Regions from separate parts of the Mus musculus genome. Here regions 2, 3 and 4 are each linked to region 1. Evidence: chromatin contacts called from public Hi-C, HiChIP or PLAC-seq and promoter capture Hi-C data. All regions are on one chromosome and are shown on one strand. Each heading gives the region's core, a stretch centred on a gene start, on an enhancer-like site or on the middle of the called end of the contact. The rest is flanking DNA. Distances are from core to core; before and after follow the strand shown. Region 1 holds the start of Nsun7 (NOL1/NOP2/Sun domain family, member 7). Region 2 holds the start of Phox2b (paired-like homeobox 2b). Region 3 overlaps Limch1 (LIM and calponin homology domains 1). Region 4 holds the start of Pds5a (PDS5 cohesin associated factor A).

Region 1 (3,530 bases), core at 404-2,903:
TGCATATGCCAGCAAGATTTTGCTGAAGGGACCCTGATATAGCTGTCTCTTGTGAGGCTAAGCCAATCCCTGGCAAACATAGAAGTGGATGCTCACAGTCAGCTATTGGATGGAACACAGGGCCTTCAATGGAGGAGCTAGAGAAAGTACCCAAGGAGCTAAAGGGATCTGCAACCCTATAGGTGAAACAACAATATGAACTAATCAGTACTCCCAGAGCTCGTGTCTCTAGCTGCATATGTAGCAGAAGATGGCCTAGTTGGCCATCATTGGGAAGAGAGGCCCCTTGGTATTGCAAACTTTATATCCCCAGTACAGGGGAAACACCAGGGCCAAGAAGTGGGAGTGAGTGAGTAGGGGAGCGGGGTGGGGGTGGGGGCCGTGGCGGTGGGGGTTGGGAGTAGGGTATAGGGGACTTTCAGGATAGCATTTGAAATGTAAATGAAGTAAATACCTAATTAAAAATGGAGGAAAAAAAAGGTCTAGCAGAACTATTTTAGAGTGTGTGTTTTATATCTGGAAAGAATAGAGAAGGTCAATCAATATAGGTATGTACACAGATATAGGTATGTACACAGATATCAATAATGAAAAAATGAAGGCTGCCAAGATCTGAGTTCCCCAACTGTCACAGTTGTGATGGCAGGTCCCTGGTCCTGTTTGGTTTCTGCTTTCAGTTCTGAACACAATGGCAAACAGAAAGTAAGATTTAATAAACACTTGCTCAAATCAGGGGGAAGAGGTATGCATATAACAGGACAACGCCTTTCTGTCATTATGAATCCCCCCCCCCCCACACCCAGCTTACAGGAATTCCCTTGAGTTTTAGTTGGATGCATTCCCCAGCCTTTGTTATTAAGCATGTTCTGTGACTAATTCTGGAGTGGAAACCAAGCAAAATGATGTGTGCATCTTTCCAGCCCTGTCCTTGGAAGGCATGGGCATGTTGTCTTCCTCCCCCTTCTGCCTACAAGTGGACTCGGGATGAGCAACAGGGGCCACCTACCAGAAACCTTGCCTTTCTCAAAGATTTACTGAGTTGGTAAGATACTGCTAGCAGATGCATGAGTCCTCCATACCATGGCCTTTGGGCTAATTGCACAGGGATACAGGGATTACAAAATTTAAAGAGAGAGAGAGAGAGAGAGAGAGAGAGAGAGAGAGAGAGAGAGAGAGAGAGAAGAGAAGAGGAAAAGAAAAGAAGAGAAAAGAAAGGAAAAGAAAAGAAAGGAAAAGAAAAGAAAAGAAAAGAAAAGAAAAGAAAAGAAAAGAAAAGAAAAGAAAAGAAAAGAAAAGAAAAGCGAATTTTTGAGTCTCATGCCTAGACTCAGAATCCCTGATGATGGGTCCAGCCATCTCCATTTTAACGGGCTTCAGGTGCCTGAGAGTTAAACCGCCGGAACTACTTCACCTACTTCAATCTCTAAGTGTTTAAAGAAGGAGACCAAGCCAGAATGCTCAGGAACCCTGGCCTGAGCTTCCAAGTGGGGCTGAACGGCTGCCAACTGCCCACAGGAGTACAAGAAACTGGTGAAGAGTCACCCCTACCAGTTCCCACTGGGAAAGCCTGGCGCAGAGCCCTTCCCCCGCCCCCTCCCGTTGCCATGGAGATCCGGGCACCCTGAGGGACCCGATTTCCGCATCCAGGGTTCAGTGTGGACCCAGCTCCTTGCTCCTTGCTGCCTTACCCACTAGGGCTGCCTCACGAGCTCCGGGACGGTCACGAGAAGTGTCCCCTTAGGGACCCAGAGCTCCGCTTTCTTTCAGGGACCCGGAGAGAGCCGAGAGCTCGGCCTGAGCAGTGTCCCCGGAGCGCGAGGGCGAGCCCCGAGGAGGCAGCGTCTCCCTCAGGGACCCTGGACGTAGCTGGCGCGGGCGCCGAGCGCTTTCCCCCGGCCGAACCCGGTGGGTGGTGTGGCTGCACTTAAACCAAACGGCCTCCGCGGGCCGCGGCTTCCCGGGGCTCCCGAGGGCCTGTTACCTCCTCCATCGCCCCAAGTGCAGAGGCTGCCGCGTCTTCAGCCCCAGAGCCCCGGAAAACATCCCAACCCCAGAGAAGGGCGGATTCGCGGAGAAGGTGATAGGACCTTTACTCCCTGGGATGCCGGGATGCTTAGGGGGACCTAGTGGGTCTGTCCTTAATGGGCTGTGACAAAGGGTGCTGGTGGTGGTGATGCTGGTGGTTGTGGTGGTGAGGTTCTCCAGCTGTCTCCCCCCCTCCCCCCACCCCCTGTGCAAGTTTTCATTGCAGTTGGAAGTATGGGATGTTCCGATGGGCTAGTACATGTCATGTCTCTAAGGTCACAAAAAAAGGGGACATCAAGCCAGGCGGTGGTGGCGCATGCCTTTAATCCAAGCACTTAGGAGGCAGAGGCAGGCAGATTTCTGAGTTCAAGGCCAGCCTGGGCTACAGAGTGAGTTCCAGGACAGCCAGGGCTACAAAGAGAAACCCTGTCTCGAAAAGAGAGAGAGAGAGAGAGAGAGAGAGAGAGAGAGAGAGAGAGAGAGAGAGAGAGAGAGAGAGAGAGAGAGAGAGAGAATTAAGATAGGTGCTGTAGATACAGAGATTTACTAAGATAACCTTCTCTTTTCTCAGAGACGATGCTTAAGACTACAAGGATAGAGATCTCCCTGGACCACATGATTTGAACTTGAAGCTTGAGTTATTGACATCAGGGGCAAACATGCTGGACCCAACGAGTGAAAGGGACCTTTTTGACCAAGAAAACATGGAGGAGATCTCCCAACTCGCTTCCCTGGAGATGTCGGGGGATGTAGTCGCCAATACAAACTCTTCAACCGTCGTCCTAGAAAAACCCAGCTACCCAGACTCCGTGTACGTTACGGCAGCGAACATTTTTCAGGGTATTCGGATCCAAAGGTCGCCAGACAAAGTCATAATAAATTACGGAAGTGAACCCCTGCAGCCCTCCTCCTCCCGCTCCGAGGATGAATCTTTCCAGCGCTTGTCCTATGAGTTGGCTTTCAGTACCCTGAAGTGTAAGTAATAGCAGTTCCTAAAGAGCAGCGCTAAAAGAAAATGGAAAAGCCAGGCACGGTGGCTTATACGTAGTACAAGGCCAACCTGGGCCACAAAGTGAGATTCTGTTTCAGGAGGCGGGGGTGGGGGGTTGGGGGTAGGGTGGAGGGTGGGAGTGGGAATTAATGGAATGCAGCCTAGCTCCTCAAACATATGTGTATCACAACAGTCTAAAAATGAAGGCGTCCTAAGGGGGACTAGAGAATTCGACTGCATTTGCCCTTAGATAGGTATAGTGGGGTCGTTAAAAAGAGCAGGAGCCGACATGGTTGTATAGGCCTGTACTCCCAGCGGCTGAGCCTTGAGGATTTGGAGTTCCAAGCCAGGATGGGCTATAGAGCCAGGCCCTTCTCAAAAAGAAAAAGAAAAGAACAAACAGCAAAGAAACCAGGGAACAAGTCCATGAATGGGAAGAGGGGGCGCTTCCCTTGCTCATCCCCTCTCCCTCTATGTAGCTCCACCGAGTTCGTGTGTGTGTGCTTGCACCTTG
Region 2 (3,530 bases), core at 650-3,149, 840 kb after region 1:
TTGGTTAGCTATAGTAAGGTGCGGGTTTCTGACTCTAATGGAGTAACAACCCCTTCGTGAATCTATTTCAAGTCCTGGTTACTAGGAAATTACTCCTTGCGCCAGGGGCACTAGATTTTTTAAGGGCGCTTGAGTTAAGAGGCACTGTGGGCAAACGAATCACGCAATTAAGCTGACATAGATACAGGTAGAGGATGCAATCTTCCTCTCACGGGACACTTCTCTCCAAAAAAGCCTTGTTCGTTCAAACTCCCAAACCCCTGCTTTGGTGGGAAACACTGCAGTTGTGAATAAATTACCTAGAGTCTGTGTCCTAGCCCCCACCCCCCATCCCCGCTCGTGCGCATAACACTCCAAATCCCATTTCTGTGACGGGCCTGGGTCCCTTTGGAACCGTAAGCGTCAGCACCCACCCCCTCACTGCTGCTGCGGCACTCGGTCTCCCGTACCTGGACTCTCGCCTCGGTGAGGTCGATCTTCAGTGCTAGCTCTTCCCTGGTGTAGATGTCAGGGTAGTGCGTCTCAGCGAAGACCCTCTCCAACTCTTTGAGCTGCGCGCTTGTGAAGGTGGTGCGGATGCGCCGCTGCTTGCGTTTCTCGTTGAGGCCGCCGTGGTCGGTGAAGAGTTTGTATGGAACTAGAGGATGACAGAGGAGACTAGAGTGAGCAAAACAGTCAGGATGTGAAGGGCCACTGAACCAGAACGCGGGGACCAAGGTCAGATAGCCCGGGAGCCGCTACAGACACCAGGCACTTCTAGAAGGAGGTTTTAGTTACGGCGACCTGCCAAGAAAACCCAGCAAATTAGTATCATACAGAAACAGGGGCGCGAGTGTAACTTTGTGCCTGTTTTTGTGGCCCAAGTGCCTTTGGGTGAGATGAAATAGCAAGTTGGAGAGTGTTTGAGGCCCCAAATGGAGGATAGTTCATTCAGCAGGAAAACAGTCCAAAACCATCATTAGTTGGAATATCAGAAAGCCAGGAACGAAGTTAACCACTCACGCCCACTGTTGCAACTTTTCAATTCTCAGAACTTGATACCGCAAAGTTGGGGGATAGTGCTGTAAAGAAAACCAATAAATTCAAGAAATGATCATAAAAATGACCGGCCAAAGAGGTGTGAGCCGCTGTCGGTTCTTTTAAAAAAAGAGACACCGCCAGTAATGAGCTTTACTCTTTGTTATTTAATTATTTTCTAAGCTTTACGTCTCATCGCAAAGTAAATAAATTATGCCTATCATTTTGGCAGCTTAAGATAATTTTGTTGGCGGTTCGGGTGTGACTAGGATAGTGTAACCCTGTAAGTGAATTACCCCTCCCTGCAATCGCTTCTAACGTGATAAATTCTTTCATTTGTGTAAGCAAATTTCGTTTGGTAAATACTAAACACATTTCCATTTTCAAATGCAATCAAGGCTTCCTATATACGAGCGGAAAGGCAGCTTCTTCCGCTGAGAGAGCTAGCGGTCCTTACCTGCGGCGTACGGACTGCTCTGGTGGTCCCTGAGGGTGCCCAGGCTGCAGGATCCCGGCGTGAGGGACGGGCAACCGGACGTGGCCCCAAAAGTGGTCCTTATCGGGTTATACTGGAAGCCACTGGCCTGGCTGCAGGAACTGAAGTCTGCATATGCTGAAGCCAAGCTGGAGGTATCCATCCCGGCCATACAGGACTCGTAGGCAGAGGAATTGAGGTAAGAATATTCCATTTTATACATTGAAAAGGTTCTGGATGGCTCAGCCAAGTGGAAAAATGAAATAAAAGATGGATGTGGAGACGGTGGCTGGAGTGGGGAGATGTGCACTGCTCAACGCCTGCCTCCACACTGGCCTCCTTACTACCAGCCGAGCCTAGTTTTATGAAAAAGCCTCCTGTGAGATGCCTTGTCTGAGGTCTCTAGAGTATATAGTCCTCATAATAAACTTGGCTCTTTCCACTTGGACAATAGCAAAGCGGTTGGTCTTATTGCTGGCGCTTTTTACATGACAATAACTCATCCGTCTATTGGGCTGGCACTGGGGAACTGAGCTGTCCAACCTCCCTATCATTGATTCCTGCATCTCTAATTAGAATTTAATACCACACCATTACGCACCGAGCCCCTGATCCTCCCTTCTAACCAGCTCCTGCCCTTTAATTCAATCACGCTACTTGGAAATAATGAAAGTTGGGTGACGATTTTCCCTGATCCAATTTCCAAGAGCTTTTAAGCCTTTTTAACTGATCATATACCTTAGGCATAAATTGAGATAGTGTGTTTCCCCCCTTCTTCGTCCTTTTTTTTTTTTTTTTCTTGGTTAGGGAGAAGAAACCTTGATGTCATAGAAAACCTGTTTTGTAAGAGTGTTACACGCTCAATTTAACAACAAGCCTTCCCCCGAAGTGCATGAAATGCTATAAAGGACTGGGACATTGGCAAGACTCAGGCGCCCTGTAACATAGCGTAAGTGGGCCAAAGGGTTTTATGTGAACGATAAGAATAAGCGGATTTCTTTAAAATACACCTAGTCCAAGGGGTTGGAAAAAATAGCATCTTATCAATTGTGTTTCTCCTCGAAGCTTAATGTGCTTTCCAAAGACGTGGGCAGACAGCCCCTTTACAAGAGTAAAATAAACAACCGAGTAAAGCTCTCAAAGGTGAAACATCTGGATTTCCTACTGAACGTTTCTCTGCGCTTAGCAGTGCTGTGTCTGCCTGCGTTAGTTCAGATTTGCATCGGCGTGTATGAAACTTCCCGTGGTGGAGGTTCGTTTTAATCACTCGCTAGCTACCAAGCCCAGCACGAAATGTACCCAAATGGGGGTCTCCTTTTCCAGCCCTTTGCTCTCGCACTCTCTTTCGCGTCCCAATCCCCTCCAGACTTGGAGTTTCCCAAAGAGGATCGCTGCCTGTTTGCCCTTTAGGTTTTTGGACTTCACGGAGCAATTTAAGCAAACAAGGCAACGGCTCGAAGCAGCGCACTTTCCTAGTTCGATTCCTCGGGCTCTTGGGTCCTGGCAACAAGGCGCAGACAAAGAAGCCAGCCGTGATTTGTGGACCTCCTTGGCCCTATGATTTAAGCGGAGGGTAATTTTCATTTGGTTCGTTAGACTCTAGCAGAATAAAGGGAAATATTTCATTAAATCCTTCCTCTCGGTGGACAAGAGGGGGGAAATGCTTAGTTGAATCGCCGTGCGGTGTAAACAAACCCTGGATATTTTATATGAATTAAATGTGTAGATAATTAGTTTTATTGCATTCATTACCCCCTTTATGTGCTCTGTAACAAGTCAGTAATTAAAGTAACAAACTCATAAAGTCTTTATAGGGGCATTTAGGCGTTCAGTGTTTGCCAAACTAAGTGGTTTAATTCGATGCTAGTGCTGGGGAGTGGATGGGCGCCCGCTCTCCACTGCCACCCTACTTTATTGCACACTAAACCGCTGCAGACGCTGTAATGGATTAAACCCACAGCGACACCGGCCCCCAGCCTTTTCAGCCTCGGCCCAGGTGTTTGCGCATCCTCTGTACGGAAGAGCGCTGAACTGGCGA
Region 3 (3,530 bases), core at 528-3,027, 750 kb after region 1:
TATTGAAAGTCGCACTTCCATCTTCATGATATTCAGTGTTGACTGTCAGTTGGATAGACTCTGGAGTTGCCTAGGAGACAAGCCTCCGAGCGTGTCTCGGCTGGGTTAACCACCGAGGTGGGAAGACCCACTCTAAACGTGGATGGCATCATCAAATAGTCTGAGGAACAGGGAGAATGGGAGCTGAGCACCAGCGTCCATCTCTTCTTTCCGACAGCAGACGCAGTGTGGCCAGCACCCTCGTGCTCCTGCTGCCATGACGGACTGTATCCCCTTGAACCAAGAGCCCAAGGCAGCCTCCCTCCCTTATGTTGCTTTCACCCTGTATTTTTACCACAACAAGAGACTTGGCTAGTGCAGTCTCCCTCAAAGCTATCTCCACGGTGGTGCTGGCGGTTTCTGTCCGCCGTTGTCAGTCACGCTTGCATTTGGATCTCCTCCCTGCTTGGTGGTCTGAAAATGACCCTCTCCCAAATTACCTCAAGAACTCCATGCAGTAGGCCAAACACGGCCTGAACATGGTTAAGTAAGTGTCTGACTTCAGTTTGTGTATAGAAGTAAGTACTGGAGCACTATTACCTAGACTAATACATGCCAGATAGTTACTGTGAGATTGCACATCTGCCAAGCACTTAGCTTGGTGTCCAGGTGACTTGTAGCCCACAGGAGCCCTTATTTTTTGTATTACCATAATCAAGTACAAGGTAAAATAGTACATTTTCCCCCTAGAAATACAAAATAGGGAGAAATATAAAGATTTGGGGAATTTACATAAGATTATCGAAATTACCATTTTGAGCAGATGTGAATTTTATATGTATGAGATGGATTTTTTTGTCTTCTCCCAGCTGCTGGTGTCCGTCAGTCCAGTTCATTCCCTAAAAGTCAGGCAGCTGTCAACAGCTCTTTCTAGGAGACTCTATCGCTTATTTCTTCCCCTGGCTCTTTCTGTATCTGTTGTGTTCTCCAGTCTTGGCTCTCTTCTACCACCTGGGCTTCCAAGATTCCACTCTCCAGGCACAGAGACCCCCGGTCACTCCATTTCATGAAGACTGACCAAACTTCTCTCACACAGTCACTCATCCCCAATGTCGGAGCCCCCAGTGGTCGATGGCAGTTCTTGTGTGATGAGCCAAGCCCGGCTCTTGGGTACCTCAAGCACTCTGTGAGCTTTTCTCAGACTGAGTGATGAGGTGGGGCTGTTTGTCCCTTGTCTTCAACAAGCTTGTGGCCCTCCTCAAAAAAAAAAAAAAATCAGCAGTTTCCTTCTGTTTTCTGACCCAGGGGAACAATCAGATCTTTCTTGCTCCTTCTGCTTCTCAGTGAGGGCAGGACAAAGGCATCCGGGTAGGCGCTGTTTGCCTCGCAGTTGACACCAACTGCAGATTCCTGTCAAATGTCGACAGGAAAGTGTTTTTCCCCAACCAGAAGTCATCTTAAGGTTGGTAGATTAATGTTCTTGAAATGAAAATCTATTAAATACTAACGTATATCTGTATATAAAAATTGTTTAGCAATTTCAAGATGATATGTGCCAGAGGAGATAAATTGAACACAGCCCATCTTTAGTGGCTTGAAAAGCATCCAGTAGCTAGCATGGTCCAAATGTGTGTGTGGCGGGGAAGGTAATTAAAGCGTAGAGGAATGGATCTGCTGGCTTGCTGCTTCTCCTTCTAGTGGGGACAGATTCTTAAGGCAAAAGGAGAATCACACGCATAGCAATGTGGCACTGGGTCATAGTGCCAGGACACAAATACACTGGTTTTCCAGGCTTGCGTCCAGTTAGTCAAGGCCTGGAGCCAGAAAATCTCTCACCATCCCAGAATAGTCCCAGGAAGGTCCTTGGACATCGCCATTTAAACGATGGAGGTCAAACGATGAGCTGTAGCTTAGGTATTGGGCCGGCTCTCACCCTTCTGCCTTAACGGCTGTCGTCCATCCCTGTGATTGCTTCAGCTACCATCCATCCTGTGATTGCTCTCTGCCAATCTGACAAGGCTGGGGAGCAGCCAGTAGCTAGGTAGATTTTTGTGGCTAAACGGTGTGATTCTGAAGCCAGGAATCTGCCTCCTCCTGCCTCTGGTCTTGGAGCTGAGTCAGGCAGTAAGGCTAGTTTGGATGGAGTTCTTGGTGAAGGGGACGCCAACTCCTGGCTTAGCCTCACGCACACCCTTCCGTGTGCTCATTCATTCCCTTCCAGGACTCTGTTTTTGTTTGTTTTCATCCTTGAAAAACTGTTTCCAGTGGAAGGATGGAAGACCTATCTTCCGAGCTGTAACCAAAGGGACAGAACGCACGAGTCAGAAAGCACATTCGCCAGCAAGGGTGTGTTTTAGGAGCAAACCTCTGATTCTATCTGGGCTGGTTAAGACTGCCAACTTTGAACTCATTTCCTTGGATGTAATGCCATTAATACAGAAATAACAAGCATTCAGGATGGAGAAGCCAGACTTGGGTTCATTAAACCAGCTTTGGGAATTTCCCTTGATTACAGATAGCCTTTGTGTGCTACAGAGCTCAGAAAACTTTATAGAAAAATAGAAGGTGCCTGGTACATTACCACTTTTAAATTCATTTTTTAAAAATAGCCCCTTCTTTCTCTTGGTGCATATAAAGAGTTTTAAGTTGAGTTTCAGCCTTCTTGACACTCTCTCTCTCTCTCTCTCTCTCTCTCTCTCTCTGAACATTTAGCTAGTGGTGGCTTGATTTGGGTGAATAGTATGCATTTAAACTAAGCGTTTGAGCATGGATTGCATAGATGATGCATTTATTTTAGAACGACATTTGTTTTCCACCCTGAATGGCACTCTGAATGGCTGGCTGCCTGGCTGGGGACAGCACGGTCTTGGCTGCTCTGGGGCTGACTGAACTGCCTCCTGCCCTGAAGGATTCCAGGAAGTTCTAACCTTCTGCAGAATAATGAACAGTTGGTCCGGGGCAGAAAGGGAAGAGAAATGGCAGCTTGGATTGTTTCTGCAGTGAACTTGAAAGTCTCAGTACTTAGTTTCTTCTTCTGGGTCAGAAACTCTTAAATCCTGAGAGATCACCAATGGTAAATATGGCTCTCAGGCCACTGATGGCCTGGGTTGAGGATTGAACCAGTTTAGAGTTTCCACCTCTCTGGCCTCCTGGCACTGGGACCCTTGCGAGCCACTTACCTTCAGCCTTTGTGAAGGAACCAGGCTGATACTGTCTAAGATCACCCTGATGGTTAAATGCTACCATCCGTGTCAAGGGCCTCAGCAGCAATGATGCCTGCTAAATGACTAAATATTAATCCTGGTAACCGTAGTACGGCCATTACTGAGCCATGCAGAATACCAGGATGTAAGGTCTTAACCATCATTTCAGGGTGAACTAACTGTATAGAAAATAACTTAGCAATCTGAGAAGTCTCAAAGGTAGATACCTGTTAGCCATGCATAACTAAAATATTACTGAGATGTGATATGCCCGTTACATAATAAGGTAATTAATGCTGGTGGATCGTGTCCCGTTAGTGTTATGCATTGTGTTGAAAGGGCTTCAGT
Region 4 (3,530 bases), core at 715-3,214, 560 kb before region 1:
ATCATCATTTCTCCTTAAGCTCGAATTCTGAAAAATCTGTACACTGTATTAAGTTTAGCCCACTGTATAGATAGTTAAGCTCCCATTAGAAAATTACGAGAATCTAAGGGGGACAATATGGTTGTTTGTGCTCAAGTCAGTCTTTTCTTGGAGTAGATAATAATAGGAACTTTCGTGGGTAAAATCACTGTCTACACCTCAGGGTATCGAGCCCCTTAAACAACATCCACTAAATAAAATAACCACAAGGGAAACAACTAACCATGCATGCGTTCTTATGGACAGAAAATGATCACACTCTTTAAATTCCCCGTCCTTTCAGAACTTATCCAAAGATACCGCCAAGTTAGAACAGGACTTTTCCGGGGCGGTTAAGATATCTTCAAAAACTTAGTACTAAAAACTCCAAAGGCCAGGTTGAGAGTAGTCCAATGAAACCACACGAGTCACAAAAGCCATCCAGAGCGCAGATCGCCGACCCAGACCCTTACCTTCAGACGTTTGATCATTTCATCGGTGGTGATCTTGTCGGTGATCTCTTTTACTCCCGGAGGGTAAGCGATCTTCCCGTCCGCACTCACGACGCCACAGAGGGCAGTGGCAGGCTTCGGCTGCGTGAAGTCCATCCTGGGGAATAACTTTTCTCTCACAGTCCTCTACCGGCCTCTATCGGTCAGAAAATCAAAGTTCAGCGGGAAAAGGGGCGACTTTGTAACCTCTTTTTCATTTCAAAAATCTCTAATCTAGAAAGGGCCCTTTCTTCCCCCCGAGGCCGGGGACCCCGCCACTCGCTCCTTCCCTGGGTTTCGGACCCGGCTAGGCGTCCGCCACCCCCACCCGAGCCAGCCCCGGTGCCACGGGGTTCTCGGCTGCAGCAGCCCCGGCCGCGAGAGGCGCCGAGCAGCTCCCGGAGTTTCCTAGCCCTCTTTTCACAATGAAATGTATCCCCGAGCACCTAGGACGGAAGTTTGGTGGCCTCGGGGGGACATTGAGGACCCAACGGCCCCACTTGGCTCAGGAGAAGCGGCTGGGTCCCCGCCTGGCCGGTCACCTCCGGGAAAGGAGACTCGAGGCCTAGAGGGTTCAGCTTAGGCCGCAAAACTAGGTACCCAAGAGGACCCACGCGCGGCGCCGGCGCCCGGGAGCAGAACGCCATAGCCGTGCCGAGCCCCGGGCTCCCGGCGTCCCCGCCGCGCGGCCGCCCCTCCCCGGCCAGCCCGCCACCCCCGCCAGCCGCCCGAGCCCCTCGCCAGGAAGCGAAGGACCCGGCTCCGCACTTCACATTTTTGTTCCTTAACTTCAGCAACCGAGCCCGGCGGCATCTCAAGCCCCTCGGTCGCCCGGCGCTCCTCGGCACCGCCAAGGCCTGAGCCGCCGCTCCGGGCAACCCCGCCGGGCCTCCGCGCGCGCCCTCCCCTGCGGTCTCCCCTTCCGTCCCTCCCTCGCCGCCGAGGGCGCGAGCCCGGCCGCCGCTTTACCTCCTCCTCATGCGGGCGGACGGTGCAGCGAGCGCCGGGCCTCTGTCAGGTGGTTGCGCCGCCGCCGCCGCCCCTCGTCGGGCTGCACACAAAGCGGCTCCGTCCGTCCCGCCGCCGCCGCCGCCGCCGCCCGCCCGCCCCGGAGCGGCGCTGGGGCTGGCGGTGCCGAGGAGCAGCCGCCGCGGGGGGAGAAGCGGGCCGAGCGTGCGCCGGCCGGGGCGACACTGCCGCTCTCCGTCGGGCTGAGGAAGCGCAGCCTCGGCCGCGGCTCCTCCGAGAGCCCGCGCGCGGGTGCACGCCCGCGCGTCCCCCGCGCCCGCCCGGCCGCTCGCTCGCTCGCCGGCCGGCCGCCCGCACCTCGCGCCCACCCGCACCAGACGCCCTCTCGCCGCGGCGCGCTCCCGGCCCGCCCGTGCCCCGCGGAGCCTGAGCGTCGCCGCGCACAGCCGGAGCCCGTCACGCGAGCGGCGCGAGAGCCCGCGAGAGCACCGCGCGCCTCGCTCCCGCCCCTTCTTCCGCCGGCCGAGCCCCCGCCTCCCTCGAGCCCGACGCGGCCGCGCGCGTGGTGGACAGCGCCGCCACCCGTTTGGCGCCAAGACCTGCCCGCGCGGGCGCCTCCGGGGGGCCGGCAGCCGAGCCGGCGCGCGGAGGAGGAGCCCCGGTGGCGGGAAGCGGACCCCGGGAGGCGCGGCTTTGCGACACTCCCGGCCACCGCTGTCGCGGAGTCCGGGGCTCTTGAAGGCTTGGCTGGCGGGGATGTGACCGGACCGGTGGAGAAATGGTTAATTATCTGGAGAAACGGCTGCTTTCCCCTCCAAACAGAGCTCTGGAAGCCGAGGCAAAGTTTTACAACTCGGGCTGCTCATTCTCGCGTCTTCCGGAGAGTCGCCCTAGGTCGCAGCCTACGACCTTAGTTAGACTCCTACCATTAAGGTTTTCAAAGCTGCAAAATAGGAAGTTGGCATGCGATCTCAAGCTATGGTGCCGGGGCTTCTGGCCTCCCAGTCATTTTGGGTACAGGCTGAAAACACAGACTAGGGTTCCTGATAGTGAAGCCCAGAAGAAGAAAGAGGGAGGGTGTTTTTAGAGATTTACAAATTACCTATGTGAATCTGAGACCTCTTTTTTTTTTTTAAGTTGTGAATACACCAAAGCTCTACTTTTTCTCTCCTCCAAAGGAAAGGCTTGCCAAAGAAAACTTAGTGCAGCGGTGCTTGAGCAATTTAAGGTAAATATTGAAGCGAATGAACCTGAACAATACACACATAATTTCAGGAAACCACCTTTTAAAACAATAAGCAAGCCGGGCAGTGGTGGCACACGCCTTTAATCCCAGCACTTGGGAGGCAAAGGCAGGCGGATTTCTGAGTTCGAAGCCAGCCTGGTCTACAGAGTGAGTTCCCGGACAGCCAGGGACAGCCAGGGCTACACAGAGAACCGTCTCAAAAAAACAAAAACAATAAGCAGAAGGGGGTGATGGTGGTGCACGCCCTTAATCCTAGCATTTGGGAGATAGAGGCAAGCGGATCTCTTGAGTTCAAGGCACCCTGGTCAATCGAGCTAGCTCCAGGACGTCAGACAGCCAGGGCAACAAAGAACCCCTGTCTCAAAAAAAGTAAAAAATATTAATAATAATAATGAAAAGAGGAAGAAGCTAGGCCGTTATGGTTCACGCCTTTCAACGGGAGGCAGAGGCAGGCAAATCTTTGATTTCGAGGCTAGCCTGGTCTACAGAGTAAGTTCCAGGATGGCCAGGGAAACCCTATCTCAAAAAAACAGAAAGAAGAAGCTGGCAGCAATTGAATTTATACATTGTTCTTTAAAATGCCCACCTTTTAACTGGCCTATGGTTGCAGCTAAATCAAAAGATTTAGGCAAGAGGATTTTTTTGAACTCAAGATTTCCAGTAATATGAATATGCTAGTAATACGTGGCAGGGAGGAGCCAGGTCTCCTCTGATATGCCAGTGGTCCCAGAACTTGGAAGGCTGAGGTAAAAAGATTTGGGAGACCTAAAGAATAAAAACAGGAGGGGAAAAAATGTATTGGTTTT

The links. Promoter capture Hi-C pulls out the DNA fragments that hold promoters and counts their contacts. Hi-C and Micro-C count contacts between places; a contact is called where the count stands out from the background. HiChIP or PLAC-seq counts read pairs in DNA pulled down with a chosen protein or histone mark.
Region 2: an H3K4me3 HiChIP or PLAC-seq map of embryonic forebrain shows a contact between it and region 1, with 2.5 times the contacts expected there. The contact joins the promoter of Phox2b here to the promoter of Nsun7 in region 1. A contact is called at or near these places in 1 of 39 promoter capture datasets (hippocampal neurons) and 1 of 115 datasets of contacts at active chromatin or transcription factors (embryonic forebrain).
Region 3: a Hi-C map of myocytes shows a contact between it and region 1, with 4 times the contacts expected there. The contact joins the enhancer-like site here to the promoter of Nsun7 in region 1. A contact is called at or near these places in 4 of 39 promoter capture datasets (cranial neural crest, hippocampal neurons, liver and 1 more), 2 of 15 datasets of contacts at CTCF or cohesin (embryonic stem cells and pro-B cells), 17 of 484 Hi-C or Micro-C datasets (B cells, the G1E-ER4 cell line, the HL-1 cell line and 10 more) and 1 of 115 datasets of contacts at active chromatin or transcription factors (embryonic basal ganglia).
Region 4: a promoter capture Hi-C map of pre-B cells shows a contact between it and region 1, with 5 times the contacts expected there. The contact joins the promoter of Pds5a here to the promoter of Nsun7 in region 1. A contact is called at or near these places in 1 of 39 promoter capture datasets (pre-B cells) and 1 of 115 datasets of contacts at active chromatin or transcription factors (pancreatic cancer cells).

The regions. Positions count from the first base shown.
Region 1 is chr5:66,258,245-66,261,774 of GRCm38.p6, forward strand. Nsun7 (NOL1/NOP2/Sun domain family, member 7) reads left to right here and starts at 1,654. Exons shown (of 13, transcript NM_001302833.1): 1 at 1,654-2,077; 2 at 2,597-3,000. The coding sequence starts at 2,685.
Region 2 is chr5:67,097,227-67,100,756 of GRCm38.p6, forward strand. Phox2b (paired-like homeobox 2b) reads right to left here and starts at 1,900. Exons shown (of 3, transcript NM_008888.3): 1 at 1,475-1,900; 2 at 450-637. The coding sequence starts at 1,715. Gm33167 (predicted gene, 33167) reads left to right here and starts at 1,454. Exons shown (of 4, transcript NR_166599.1): 1 at 1,454-1,691.
Region 3 is chr5:67,009,349-67,012,878 of GRCm38.p6, forward strand. The region is part of intron 13 of Limch1 (LIM and calponin homology domains 1); the gene reads left to right. Among named protein-coding and RNA genes, the nearest start is that of Gm33040, 12 kb to the left of the region's middle. Within about 2 kb of position 1,778, at least 49 of the 459 cell types and tissues checked have an H3K27ac peak or open chromatin away from gene starts, as enhancers often do. A contact at or near this core is called in cerebellum, cerebral cortex, cortical neurons and 4 more, where this site is marked.
Region 4 is chr5:65,696,272-65,699,801 of GRCm38.p6, forward strand. It overlaps Pds5a (PDS5 cohesin associated factor A), which reads right to left and starts at 1,965. Exons shown (of 33, transcript NM_001081321.3): 1 at 1,479-1,965; 2 at 492-666. The coding sequence starts at 626.